Linked DNA regions of Mus musculus: all the other regions are linked to region 1. A link is a contact called in public HiChIP or PLAC-seq and promoter capture Hi-C data. All regions are on one chromosome and are shown on one strand. Each heading gives the region's core, a stretch centred on a gene start, on an enhancer-like site or on the middle of the called end of the contact. The rest is flanking DNA. Distances are from core to core; before and after follow the strand shown.

The links. HiChIP or PLAC-seq counts read pairs in DNA pulled down with a chosen protein or histone mark. Capture Hi-C pulls out chosen DNA fragments and counts their contacts.
Region 2: a contact with region 1 is called in an H3K27ac HiChIP or PLAC-seq map of acute myeloid leukemia, with 2.1 times the contacts expected there. The contact joins two enhancer-like sites. A contact is called at or near these places in 2 of 39 promoter capture datasets (cranial neural crest and stem cell-derived epiblast-like cells), 5 of 115 datasets of contacts at active chromatin or transcription factors (acute myeloid leukemia, effector CD8 T cells, embryonic stem cells and 2 more) and 1 of 9 other capture datasets (pancreatic islet).
Region 3: a promoter capture Hi-C map of adipose tissue shows a contact between it and region 1. The contact joins two enhancer-like sites. A contact is called at or near these places in 1 of 484 Hi-C or Micro-C datasets (CD8 T cells), 2 of 115 datasets of contacts at active chromatin or transcription factors (effector CD8 T cells and embryonic stem cells) and 1 of 9 other capture datasets (adipose tissue).

The regions. Positions count from the first base shown.
Region 1 is chr7:80,626,999-80,630,910 of GRCm38.p6, reverse strand. It overlaps Crtc3 (CREB regulated transcription coactivator 3), which reads left to right. Exons shown (of 15, transcript NM_173863.2): 3 at 1,172-1,291. Among named protein-coding and RNA genes, the nearest start is that of Gm15880, 7.1 kb to the left of the region's middle. Within about 2 kb of position 2,075, at least 231 of the 459 cell types and tissues checked have an H3K27ac peak or open chromatin away from gene starts, as enhancers often do. A contact at or near this core is called in acute myeloid leukemia and adipose tissue, where this site is marked.
Region 2 is chr7:80,417,623-80,421,534 of GRCm38.p6, reverse strand. No RefSeq gene overlaps it. Among named protein-coding and RNA genes, the nearest start is that of Gm44851, 15 kb to the right of the region's middle. Within about 2 kb of position 2,079, at least 28 of the 459 cell types and tissues checked have an H3K27ac peak or open chromatin away from gene starts, as enhancers often do. A contact at or near this core is called in acute myeloid leukemia, where this site is marked.
Region 3 is chr7:80,772,684-80,776,595 of GRCm38.p6, reverse strand. The region is part of intron 2 of Iqgap1 (IQ motif containing GTPase activating protein 1); the gene reads left to right. Among named protein-coding and RNA genes, the nearest start is that of Iqgap1, 29 kb to the left of the region's middle. Within about 2 kb of position 2,210, at least 128 of the 459 cell types and tissues checked have an H3K27ac peak or open chromatin away from gene starts, as enhancers often do. A contact at or near this core is called in adipose tissue, where this site is marked.

The sequences.
Region 1 (3,912 bases), core at 826-3,325:
AACAAGCCTGAGTGGAAGTTATCATCCCCATCTTATACACCAGGAGGACAGAGGAGCTTGTTAGCAAGTGGAAGATGTTGAGGGATTTCATACATTTTTGAACTACAATATAGATTGCTGGTTTTTTGAATACTAGAGATGAAGTACTGTGTGATTTCTGAACTAATAAATAGGTTTTATAACATATTTATGAAATAATGTCACGCATAAAAGCTATATATCAGAAATGTTCACTCTGAGGTGCAACAATATAAAAGTTAATATAAAGTTATATACAGTTATATAATGTAAAGGTTATATACAGTTATATAATGTAAAGGTTATATACAGGTAGGCTTGTTAATATAAAGTTACATACAGTTATATACAGTTATATACAGTTATATAATGTAAAGGTTATATACAGTTATATAATGTAAAGGTTATATACAGGTAGGCTTGAAGAGCAAAAGGAGCATTAAGTACTGTAGGGCAACAGGGTTTGATTTCTTTTTGATATTTATTTTTGGTTTTGTTTATTTGTTTGTTTCACCCTGTGGCCTAGGTTGGCTTTGAAATTGTGATTATTCTGCCTCTACCCTTCAAATTCTGGGATTACTGGTGTGTGGCACCCAGCTCGATATTGCAGTTTTAAACGTGTGTGTGCGTGTGTGTGTGTGTGTCTGTGTGTGTGTGTGTGTGTGTGTGTGTGTCTGTGTATGGGGGCGAGTGCGTCTGGCATTTGTGTAGAGATCCGAGAATAACTTCATAGAGTTGGTTCTTTCCTTCCTTCTGTTTGTGGGATCAGGGGTTGAACTCAGACTCGGGGTTGGTGAGGCAGGCACCTTTACCCACTGACCTATCTTGCTGGCCCAATAAACACATCTTAGAGGAGAATTTTAGAAGAGCAAGAAGAGCTTGAAGTCGTAGTCCCCCGGATTCTCCATTTCCTAATTGTGACAATTTTTGTATAGAATCTGCCTGCTTCCATATTAACACATTAAAGGCTATTTTTGATATATTCTGTAATTATATAGAAACAGAGCCATGTGTGACATTTTATTTACTTTGACGCAAAGCACCAACATGCAATAGTAAAGTTAGAAGCTCCGGCTTTTGTCTGTTACCAGTTGCTCCTGAGGGTGAGTGGCAGTTCATGGTTGAGGCTAACTGTTCTTCTTTCTCTCTGCAGCCATCACTTCATCAAGCCGATAATGTTCGTGGAACCCGCCACCATGGGCTGGTGGAGAGGCCAGCCCGGAACCGCTTCCACCCCCTTCACCGAAGGTCTGGGGACAAGCCAGGGAGACAGATATCCTTTTTCCCTGTCTGAGGAGAGTGTGTTTTGAAATGATTGAGAAATGGCCGGGATTTATCTCCCTGTGGTTCCCCTGTGGCCTCAGAGCTTCATCTGATCTGCAGAGAGGAAGCAATAAAAGTAACAGAGTTTAAAACTGTAAACATCCCTACAGCCAGACTGGGAAGAGCTCGGTCGTTGGTTATGAGAGCGTCGGTAAAGTTCCGTTGACTAGAACAGAACATAAGCATTCAGTTCTGGTGGACAAGGCATCTTTGACGTTTTCTTCAGAAATCAGCAGTATTAAGCTTGACTTTGAATCAACTAGAGAGATGTAGGCTGTCTAGCCAAACCCAGGCAGATCCATGTGTTTGTGTTTTGTTGACCTGATGACCTGCTTTTGGAACTGAAAGAGGAAATCTTACAAGACTGTCTGTCTGTCTAGTCTCAGACTCAGTAAATGACAGGTAAGATGTAAAGTGGGCGTTTAGGAAGCCTCCTAAACAGAGATGTACCAGCGCACTCTGTGTGGCTGAGTAATGAAGAAAGGAGCTGTGAGCCCGACCGGCTGAGCTCAGCACTGTCTGTTGGGAGTCGGACAGGGGCCAGGCTAGGGTGGCTTTCTGAGTGGGGCCAGCACAGTACTGAGGGTTGGGGCAGACAAACCTGAGCCTGCTGGTTAGGACAAGGAGAGGCAGAAGTGAGGAAGCTTCTCTCACTTCACTGAGCTCAGGACAAGCCTGGCGGAGGAAGGAGCAGATGGGCGGGGCGAGTCTCCCTGCAGAGAGCTGATTCCTGGCAGTGATGGCAGAGTTGGCTTCATAAGCTTAGAAACCAGGAAGTGGGGGAGGGCACTCATGTTTACTGAGCACCTACCCATGCCAGACACTGTGCTAGGCAATTTATATGTCATTTAGTCCTCAGAATTCAATGAGTCGTTTGTTTTTTAACCCTCAGTTTTCCCACGAGAAAACTAAGATATCAGAGTAAGTTGCCCAAGAGTCCACTGCTGCGACTCATGTAGCCCAGGCTCGTCCACTCAGTGGCCATGCTAACATATGCAGGAGAATACTCCTGTGAGGAACAGCAGGGATGTAGAGAGGAAGCCCAGCTTTCCTGGCCATCATGGCCTCTAGGTCTCTCTCTGCTGAGAGGTGAGGACAGTGGTTCTGGGGAGTGTTGACTTCTCCCAGCTCTCCCCACTGGACAGATCCAGCCCACAGGGCTGCAGTGACTTCTAGTTCTCTCTGTTACATGGTGTCCGTCAGGGCACATAAGAATGATGTAGGATCGTGGGAATTCCTTCCCACACTTCATGTAGAATGTAGAGGGTAAAGGGAAGCAGTTTATCTAACGAGCACATCTGATGTGGAGTGGCACACCGAGCGATTGTCCAAATGGCTTGGAATCCTCTAGCAAACAACCAGATGTTTCTCTGCCTGATTGAACTGTGCAGGGGCTGGAGTGTGCAGCTCAGTGGTAGGTGCTTGCCTAGCATTCTTGAGGGTTTGGGTTCAAGAAAAAAAATTTCCCTGGTAGCGTGGCTCAGTGGCAGAGCCTTATGGCTTGTGCACAGCCTAGGGTTCATTCTCAGCATGAAGAAGGAAAAGACTGGAAGGAGGGGGAAGGGAAAGAGAGAAAAGGGAAGAAAAGGGGTAGGGGGAGAGAGAGATGGAGAGAGAGAGAGAGAGAGAGAGAGAGAGAGAGAGAGACACGGACGGGAGAGAGAAGGGGATTGAGGCTTAAAGGTTAAGAAAGAAGTAGGGTGTGATGTGTCCACTCACTAAACACACATGGAGACCCTTTCCTGGACCAGGCAATGTCTTAGGCACAGAGCTCAAAGTGATGAAGGGGATATCAACCCTGTATTTTTGAGTTTTACAGTCCTTTGGGAGACGGTGGACAGCTAAGAGGCAAATAGTAATAATTAATTAATTAAGGAAAATAACTTCAGATAGTATCTTAGTTACTTTTCTAGTTCTGTGATAAGACACCATGTCCAAGGAAAATTATAGAAGAAAGAGTTTATTAGGGGCTTAGAGTCCATGACATCATTGTGGGGAGCATGGCAGAAAGCATGCTGGCAGGCATGGCACTGGAGCGATAGCTGGGCACTCACATCCTGAGACACAACCTCAAAGCAGAGACAGCTAACTGGGAATGTCTTCTGAAACCTCAAAGTCCACCCCTACCCAGTGACACCTCCTACAACAAGGCCACGCCTCCTAATCTTTCCTAACTAGTTCTACCAACTAGAGACCAAGTATTCAAACATGAGAGGCTATGAGGGCTGTTCTCATTCAAGTCACCATAGATAGTATATTCAAGAACTTAGCAGTTCCCAGGAAATGTTCTGACATTGGGAATGGAACAGGTAAAGTCCTAGGAAGGACTGTACTGCGTGTTCAGGGAACCTGTCTCATTCTGGGCAATACATCCTAGAGGATGGCCTGGCTCTGAATCAGTTTGTAAGAGCATTAGCAAAGCTTGCCAGCTCCCAGGGAAAGGAAAAACCAAACAGATATGCAGAGAAAGTTGTTGAGCGCAGAGTGTGATCTGATTCACTGATCATGAGCTGTCTCTCTGCGATTGTTTCCTAAGCCCCTAGTTGGGATTCTGGGCCTGGACCTGTGCTG
Region 2 (3,912 bases), core at 830-3,329, 210 kb after region 1:
GCTTTTATCCCCTTATTTTATTTTTTATTTTTATTATTGTATGTGTATGATCGTTCTGTCTTCATGTGTGTCTGTGCACCATACGTGCTGGTGCCCAAGGTGGTAAGTCTCCATGTGAGTGCTAGGAATCGAACCTGGGTCTTTTGCAACAGCAAGTGGTCTTAACCACTGAGCCAACTCTCTAGCCTGTTTCCCTTATTTTTTTAATTTTTCTTTTCCTGTGTGTGTGTGTGTTTTTTTTTTTTTTTTGCTTTGTGTATGTATGGTTTTAAAAATTATTATTGTTGTTGTTGTTGTTGTTATTATTATGTGCAGGTGTATGTATGTGTGAGTGCGTGTGTATGGAGGTGTGAATGTGTCCACACAGTATGGGTTGTATAGCTCAGACCTCCTCTGCCTCCACTGTAGCATGATCACTAACACTCACACTAGGTAGGAATCTACCACTGAGCTACAACCATCTCTTTTTTTCCTTTTGAGACAGGGTCCCATTAAGCTGCCCTGACTGGCCTTAAATTCACTCTGTAGCCCTGGCATCTTCCTGCCTCAGCTTCTCAAGTGTCTGGGACTGCAGGCCTGAGCCACCCTCCTGGGCTCTGTGCCCTTCCCAGTGTCTTTCCCTCTCCTCTGTCCTCACTTCCTAAGGCAGGGACTGGGGCTGAGACTCCTTGCTAAAGTTCCAGCCTCTGGTTTCTCCAGTTTGCTATGGCCTCTGAGGCCACTGCTGTAATCATAGGCCTTTCTTGGCCAAAAGCCCAGTGGTTTCTGACCTGAAGCAGAAACTCTGTCTCCTATTCAGGAACCAAACACTGACTTAAAGGTTATTGCGTTGGTCCTTAGAGAAAAGCCATGATGAGCCAGAGCTGGAGTCCCCAAGCGTCTCACCAACATGGCTGGCTACTAGTGCTGATGGAGACCAACAGAGATCACTGAGCAGCCGCTGACGTCTCTGTGTGGCCCTGCCTTGTGGCTTCCTCACCCCAACAAAGAAGGCTCAGAGAACAATTGTGGGGGAATGGCAGAGGCTTGACTTTGGAGTCCAAACAGCATGGCTTCCACCATATTTCATTCTACAAGAGGCCCTGGGCCGGCTCTACTGCAAGGGGAGAGAAAACAGGCTCTGCCTCGTGAGGGGCCAGCAATAGGGACAGAACATGCGTGGGACAGGACACACTTCAGTGCTGTATACTGGACTGTGTTAGTATTCCAATGGGTGTCTGCTATGGCAGGATCCTAGACTCTCTGGATGCGAGCTCGGTTTCCGAGCCCCATCTTCACCAGGATCCTTGTTGATTTCTGGGGCCCATGCTCTGGAGCTCTGGCCCCTGGAACTTGAACCCCTGATCCTTCTTCAGCATCCCCCTCCTGAGGGCTTGCATTAGAGGCATCCCTCCCACCCACCATCAAGAAGTCTTTTAAATTTATCAGATTGGCAGAGGTGTCTTTATATGCTAAATAGAGACAGGGGCAGTCTCACCCAAAGGACTGCCCCAGCCCAAATGTCAGAGCCTCTCCCAGTCTCTGCCTGTGAAGGCCTCGGTGAGGTCGGTCACCTGAGATCGGCACCCACAGATCTGTCTCACTGAGCTACAGCAGAACAGAACAAAGCGGGAGAGTCCCCGACAGCAACGCATCTGTGGCCACAGCGTGGTGGCCAAAGTCTGTGAGGCCACAAAGGACATGGGGACCTTGCCGGTGGGGACATGGGGGTCTCTGCTGTGCTTTCCCCTCACCTTGCCCTCTCTCCACAGCTTCCTGGTCCTCTGGGGACTACTCAGAGACTCACAAGCTGCGCCTCCTCCAAAGGACCCTGATGCAGCAGTGCAACAGATTAAAAAAAGTGAGGAAAATGTCACCCTTGCTGGTCACTATCCCTCCACTTGGCCCAGTTCCTCAGGGAGCCCCCACTCCACCCCACCCCCCATGGCCTGAGCTTCATCAAGGTCAACTGCCTTTGATATCAGATGACAGAGGTCTGGGTCAGCCTCTTAAGCCACTGAAAGATTTCCTAGAACTGAGGAACAAGGAAGCTGACTAGACTCTGAGCAATGGACCAGCCCCACCCTAGGCTGATGTCTATTTAGATATGTGAAGGAGCCCAGCTGGGTTCGTAGCTGCAGTCCCAACCCGAGGTTCCCAGTCACCTGCCTTGAGACTGAGTTAGCAGATGTAGAGGCCTCCCCCTGCGTGTCCAAGGCTCTGGGTTCATGTTGGAGGGATGGAAGGTACCTATCCATCTTCCTGGAGGAGTATGGGTATATGGATCATGTTTATTGTGCTATTTGGATGTGTGTGTGTGTGTGTGTGTGTGTCACTATGTAGCCCTGCTGGAACTTGATGTTAGACCAGGCTGGCCTGCAGTTCTGACTTTTTTTTTTAAATGCAAATCATGGTTACTAAGAAAAAGTTTGACAGAAGAAAATAAAATCTAGCCTCAAAGCCTTTCACCAAGCAGCACGTTGCCACAGCGCCAGGTCCCTGTTTGCTTTGCAGCGCTGGGAATAGAACCCAGCACCTCGCAAAGGCTGGACGAGTGCTCTCCCTCGGATGGGCTATTGCCCATAGTGTAGTAGGGAAAGCAGCAGCTGTTGGTAAAACGCACTGCAGAAAGGAAGCTCAGATCCCACACTGAGAGAAACAAACAGTAGATGAGGGCCATTGTCCAGGCCTGACAGGGAACACGGGGATACTCCAGAGGCTGAGCTGGGAGAAACCAGCTCATGGCCAGCCTGGGCAACTTAGTGAGACCCTATCTCCAAATAAAAATAGCCAAACTATTATAAACAATAACAACATCTTTCTTTCCCCCACCCAGAGCCTCCTATTCCTCTCTGGTGACTTGAGGGGACACATGGAGCTGAGGATCAGGGGGTGGCCTTGGGTATGGGCAGGAATCAGAATTGGTAGATACATTCTTCTCCTGATTCTAACTGAGGAAATTATGGGGTTACCCATCCTGGCCCCAGAAAATACTAAGAATCCTCTCAGGGAAAGACAGGAGAGGGAGGAGCCTCAGCCAAACACTATCGAGCACAAACACATACACACACACACACACCACGGGAGGCTGCAGGGCACTTGAGGCCTAGTCAGGGAGAGCTTGAGACCAACACCCTCTGCCATTTCCCACAGAGTGACACATTTTCTCAGGCTCCAAGTTTGGCCAATGTATTCTGTCTCCGGTGCCTACTCCACAGGTGTGAGGTAGCAGTTCCCAAAGGAAGTAGGGGTCACAGACTGGCCTCTCACAGCTGGAAAAGTCCCCCAGTCAGGTCATCTTGCCAACTGTCCTCTGTGAGCACCTGCTGTGTGCCAGGCACCATGCCAAACGGTTTATAGAATTAGTTCACCCCATTCTTGTGACATTGCTACAGTGGGAGGTATCATTATCCCCATTTAATGGATGAAGAAACTGAGGCTTCACAAAGTTATTTCTGGGTCAGCTTCCTCAGCAATGGATCAGGAACCTGGGGCAGAGATGACTGTGTAGAGCCGGGACCACCCTAAGGCCAGCTTGTTCTGTTGTATTGATTCTGCCCTCTGTATGTGCCTGGGTGGTTAATCCAAGAGACAGGAGCTATCATTCTTGGTACTGGGGAATCAGTGGGGGACACAAGCCCTGAGGCTAGAAGTTCAAATGGATGTGAGGAGACAGCTGCCCATCTGGGCCCTGGGCCTCCCAGTGTTGCCCAACTGACTCACAGAATTCAGAAAGTTCAAATTTTATAAGGTCATTCAAGTACCCTGGGACTTCACACTCTGCTTGTTGACATGCTGGGCTGGCATGGCATCTGCTGCTGACATGTGATACATGGGCACTTTTTCTTGGCTCCATCACCCAACACAAGATCTCAGGCCAGGGGCCACAGCTCCCAGCCTACAAAACCAACAGGGTCTTGGGATGTATCACAG
Region 3 (3,912 bases), core at 961-3,460, 150 kb before region 1:
TAGAGGCAAGGTCTTGGTGTGTAGCCCAGGCTGACTGGTCCTACCTCATCTCCTGAGTACAGGGTTGTAGTGAGGGTTACAGACACGTGCTATATTGCCCTGCTTTGCTTATTTATTTTTTGTTTTCTGAGGCTGCCCCCAGCTTGTCCTGTAAGCCTGGAATCTGTAGGCCAGCATCATTACACCTAGGTGGATAGTGGGAAATGATTTCTTTAATTTGTTTAGTGTGCATGTGGGTGTCTGGGTGCGTATGCGCCATCTGCTCAGTGGAGAGACAGCTGGGGAAGTTGCTTCTCTTCTTCTACCATGAGGGTTTGGGGCATTGAACTCCAGCCATCATGCTTGTGGTCATGTGCCTTTACCCGTGAGCCATCTCACCTCATCTCCTTCCCTCTGATGTCTGCCTGTGTCCTCTTGTTTGTAAACTCTTTTCCTCTTTAAGATTATATAACTTCACACATATATGTATGTACACATTTAAATCTCTAAATCAACCTTGGTTTTCATATTAATTGCAAAGTGTGTGGTCAAAAGTTAGCTCTAAGTTTTGGGCATAGTGTACTTACTTCTAATTCCTGAATTTAAGAGGCAGAGATGGGAGGATTGGGAGTTTGAAGCCAGCTTGGACCCTGTCTCAACATGCACCCTCATAAAGAATTTCTTAAAAATCATCTTGTAATTACACAAGCGCTCAGTTTTCCTACTAATTATATCAGCAGCAGTCACCAAGGTTTCATCCTCGTATGGCTTCTCTCTGAGGGCTTGAGGTCGGGAACTGGGCTGCTGCTGGCGTGAGGAAGCCCAGTGCTAGAGCTTGAGCTTGTGTGGGAGGGTGAGTGTTCAGTAGGCTGTACCTGTCGCTGTCCCGGAAGGAAGGACTATGTTGTGGACTCGAGGGCTGTGGACATCTTCAGCAGTTAAGAGCAAGTTGTTCTTCCAGAGGACGTGGGTTTGAATCCCAGCATCGGCATGGTGGCTCACCACTGTAGGGAACTCTAGTCCCAGAGGATCTGATCTGATGATATCCTCTTCTGGCTCCCACAGACACTGCAGACACACAGTGCACAGACATACATGCCAAATAACCACATGCATAATAGAAAAAAAAGACCGGCTTAAAGAAAACAGTGTGAACTTCGAATCATGGTCAAGCGAGAGCTGCCCAGCGGTGCTCTTGGGTGACTTTCCGTTCAGTTTGTGAAGCGAGGCCAAGCTACTTAGTTTCCTGAGGTTGATGCAAAGATCACATGAGGCGATGCGTGCATTTAGTTTCGGAGCTGCCACATGGTGTTAGATTTTTTTTGTTTGTTTGTTTTTGTTTTTGTTTTATATTTACAACAGGCCTTTCAGTCTAGTACTCTGTGAAGTAGTTCCAGATAGATAGAACTTTGAATATAATTCCCATATAGGTTACATGCAAGTAGTTTGAGGAGAAAATAATGAATATTTATACCGTTTGTGAGAGGAGGAACTCTACTTTCTATAAAAATAGCAATTTTGTCACTAAGCTGTATCTGTGGCTGAATCCTGATCACATGTAGGATATTCTTAGTCATCACTTGGTATGATATTTTCTGAACTTAAGGAAAAAAAATAAACTTTCTGTTCTGTTTTTTTTTTTTTTTTCCTTTTAAAGACAAGGTTTCATTTGTAGCTCTGGCTGGCCTAGAACTCACCAAGTTCAATTTCATTGTGCCTTCTGAGTACTGGGATTACAGATGTGTGCCACCATGCCTGGAAGGAGGGTTCTATTTTAGTTTATAGTTCGAGGGTGCAGCCCGTTATGGCGACAGGAGTTTGAGGTCACATTGCAAGCTCAGTGAGTGGAATGATGTCCACTGGTGCTCAGCTGGCTGTCTCATTTTGATCAGCCTGGGACGTAGGCTGTGAAGTGGTACTGCTCACAGTAGGATGGGTCTTCTCATCTTAGCTAACCGAATTGAAAAATTCCCTCACGGACACGCTCAGAGGCTCTCTCCTTGTGGCTGTAGGTCTTGTGTTCAGTTGGAGAATGTTCAGAGATGGGTGGGAAGGATGTGAGGGTCCCGAGGAGCAGGCCCCACACGCCTGTGCCTTCTCTGTGCCAGCCGGTATTCCTAGCAATTATATATACTGTGTCATCATCCAGAACGCTCTATGGGCATGCGCTATTATTATTCTTTTTACGGGAATACTTGACGGAACTGGAATCATTGTACTTAACGGAAGTATCAAGTAGCGAGTGTGACTCACAGGAGGAAAAGGCACAGACGTCTTTAATCATCTGCCAAGCACTGGGCTAGACTCCAGTCACAATCTTACTGAATTCTTAACAACAAACCTATTTGGAGGTTTTTGCTACCATCCTCTGTTAGCAAATGAAGAGCAGAGTGCCATGGCACAGGTCTCTATAAACCACCATGTGATCCTAGTACTGAGGAGGACCACAGGTTTGAGGCCGACCTTGGCCACACAATGAGACTCCGACTTAAAACAAAAACCAAGAGGAGGAGGACTGGTTGGTCAGGTGCTGGGTGTCTTGTTAAGTGTGGATCTTTCTAGGTTCCCGGGTGATGCTGGTCACATGATGCCCTCATCCTTCTGCCATGTTCCAGAAGGCAGCCTGAGTGGCCTGCAAAAAGCTGGTGGTGCTGGTGTCAGAAAAGCTTTCTGGCTGCTGTGTCCACAGAGGAAATGCTTTCCCTCCAGTGTTTTTGATCTCTGTGTGTGGCAGTGCCTCTCATGCTTCACTTTAGCTGTTTGGGAACACTGTTTGAGGCGGCATCACCGGGGTTGCGGAGAAAATTTTGCATTGGCTGATGAATTATCTTTTATGCATTGATTATTTTTTTAACCATTTTTTTATTCCCCATTTATTTGTCTATGTTTCACAGTGCTGGGGATTGAACGTAGGGCAATAAGCGTGCTATGCAAACTCTCAACTGCTGAGGCACAGATACTAACTTTTAAATGTATCTTAAATGAATTTATAAGGACAAATTAAAATGCTTAAATTAAAAATAATATTACATGTATTTATTCATGTATTTATTTGGGGGAAGGGTGCATGTGCCATAAGTGTGTGTGTATGTGTGTATGTGTGTATATGTGTGTGTGTGTGTGTGTGTGTGTGTGTGTGTGTAGATCAGAGGGTAGCTTTTGAGAGTGGTTCTTCCACCGTGTCCTGGGGATCAAACAGAGTTTGTCAGGTTTGGTGGCAAAGTACTTTTACCCACTCTACCCTCTTGCCAGCTCTAACTGCTGTATTTTATGAGAGAGTTTGTGTCTGAGTTGAGAGTTATGGGTGGGTCTGCTGTTGAGATGAACTGTCTGACCCAGTGTTAAAGAGACAGTCCTGGGGCATTCCCAGCCTTCCCCTGCATGGGATTTCTGACACTTCCCTCTGTGTAGACCCCTGTGGTACCCAGTTCTGCTGGATCCTGTCTCATGGCAACAACAACAGTGGTGCCCTGTGAGAAGAGTTCCAAACCAAGAGTGGGTTCATCTTTGCCACTTAGTAGCAGTGACCTTGGATAAGTCATCCATAATTTGTAAATGAGGGATTGTGCAAATAAGGTACAACCTTGGAGCAGCCTCTTGGGCAACCAAAAATACTTGTTTATATATGTGAGGGCAGGAGAAATGGCTTAGTGGTTAAGAGCAGTCGGTACTCTTGCAAAGAATCCTGGTTCAGTTTCCAGCACCTACATGGCAGCTAACAACCATCTGTAATCCCCAATTCCAGAGACTCTATCCTATGCCTTCTTCTGATCTGTGTGGGTACCCAGCACACACATGGCACCTGTACACACAGGCAGGTAAAACAGCATACACATACAACAACTGAAAGGGGCAGTGGTGGCACATGGCTTTAATCCCAGTTCTTGGGAGGCAGAGGCAGTCAGATCTCTGTGAGTTTGAACCCAGCCTGGT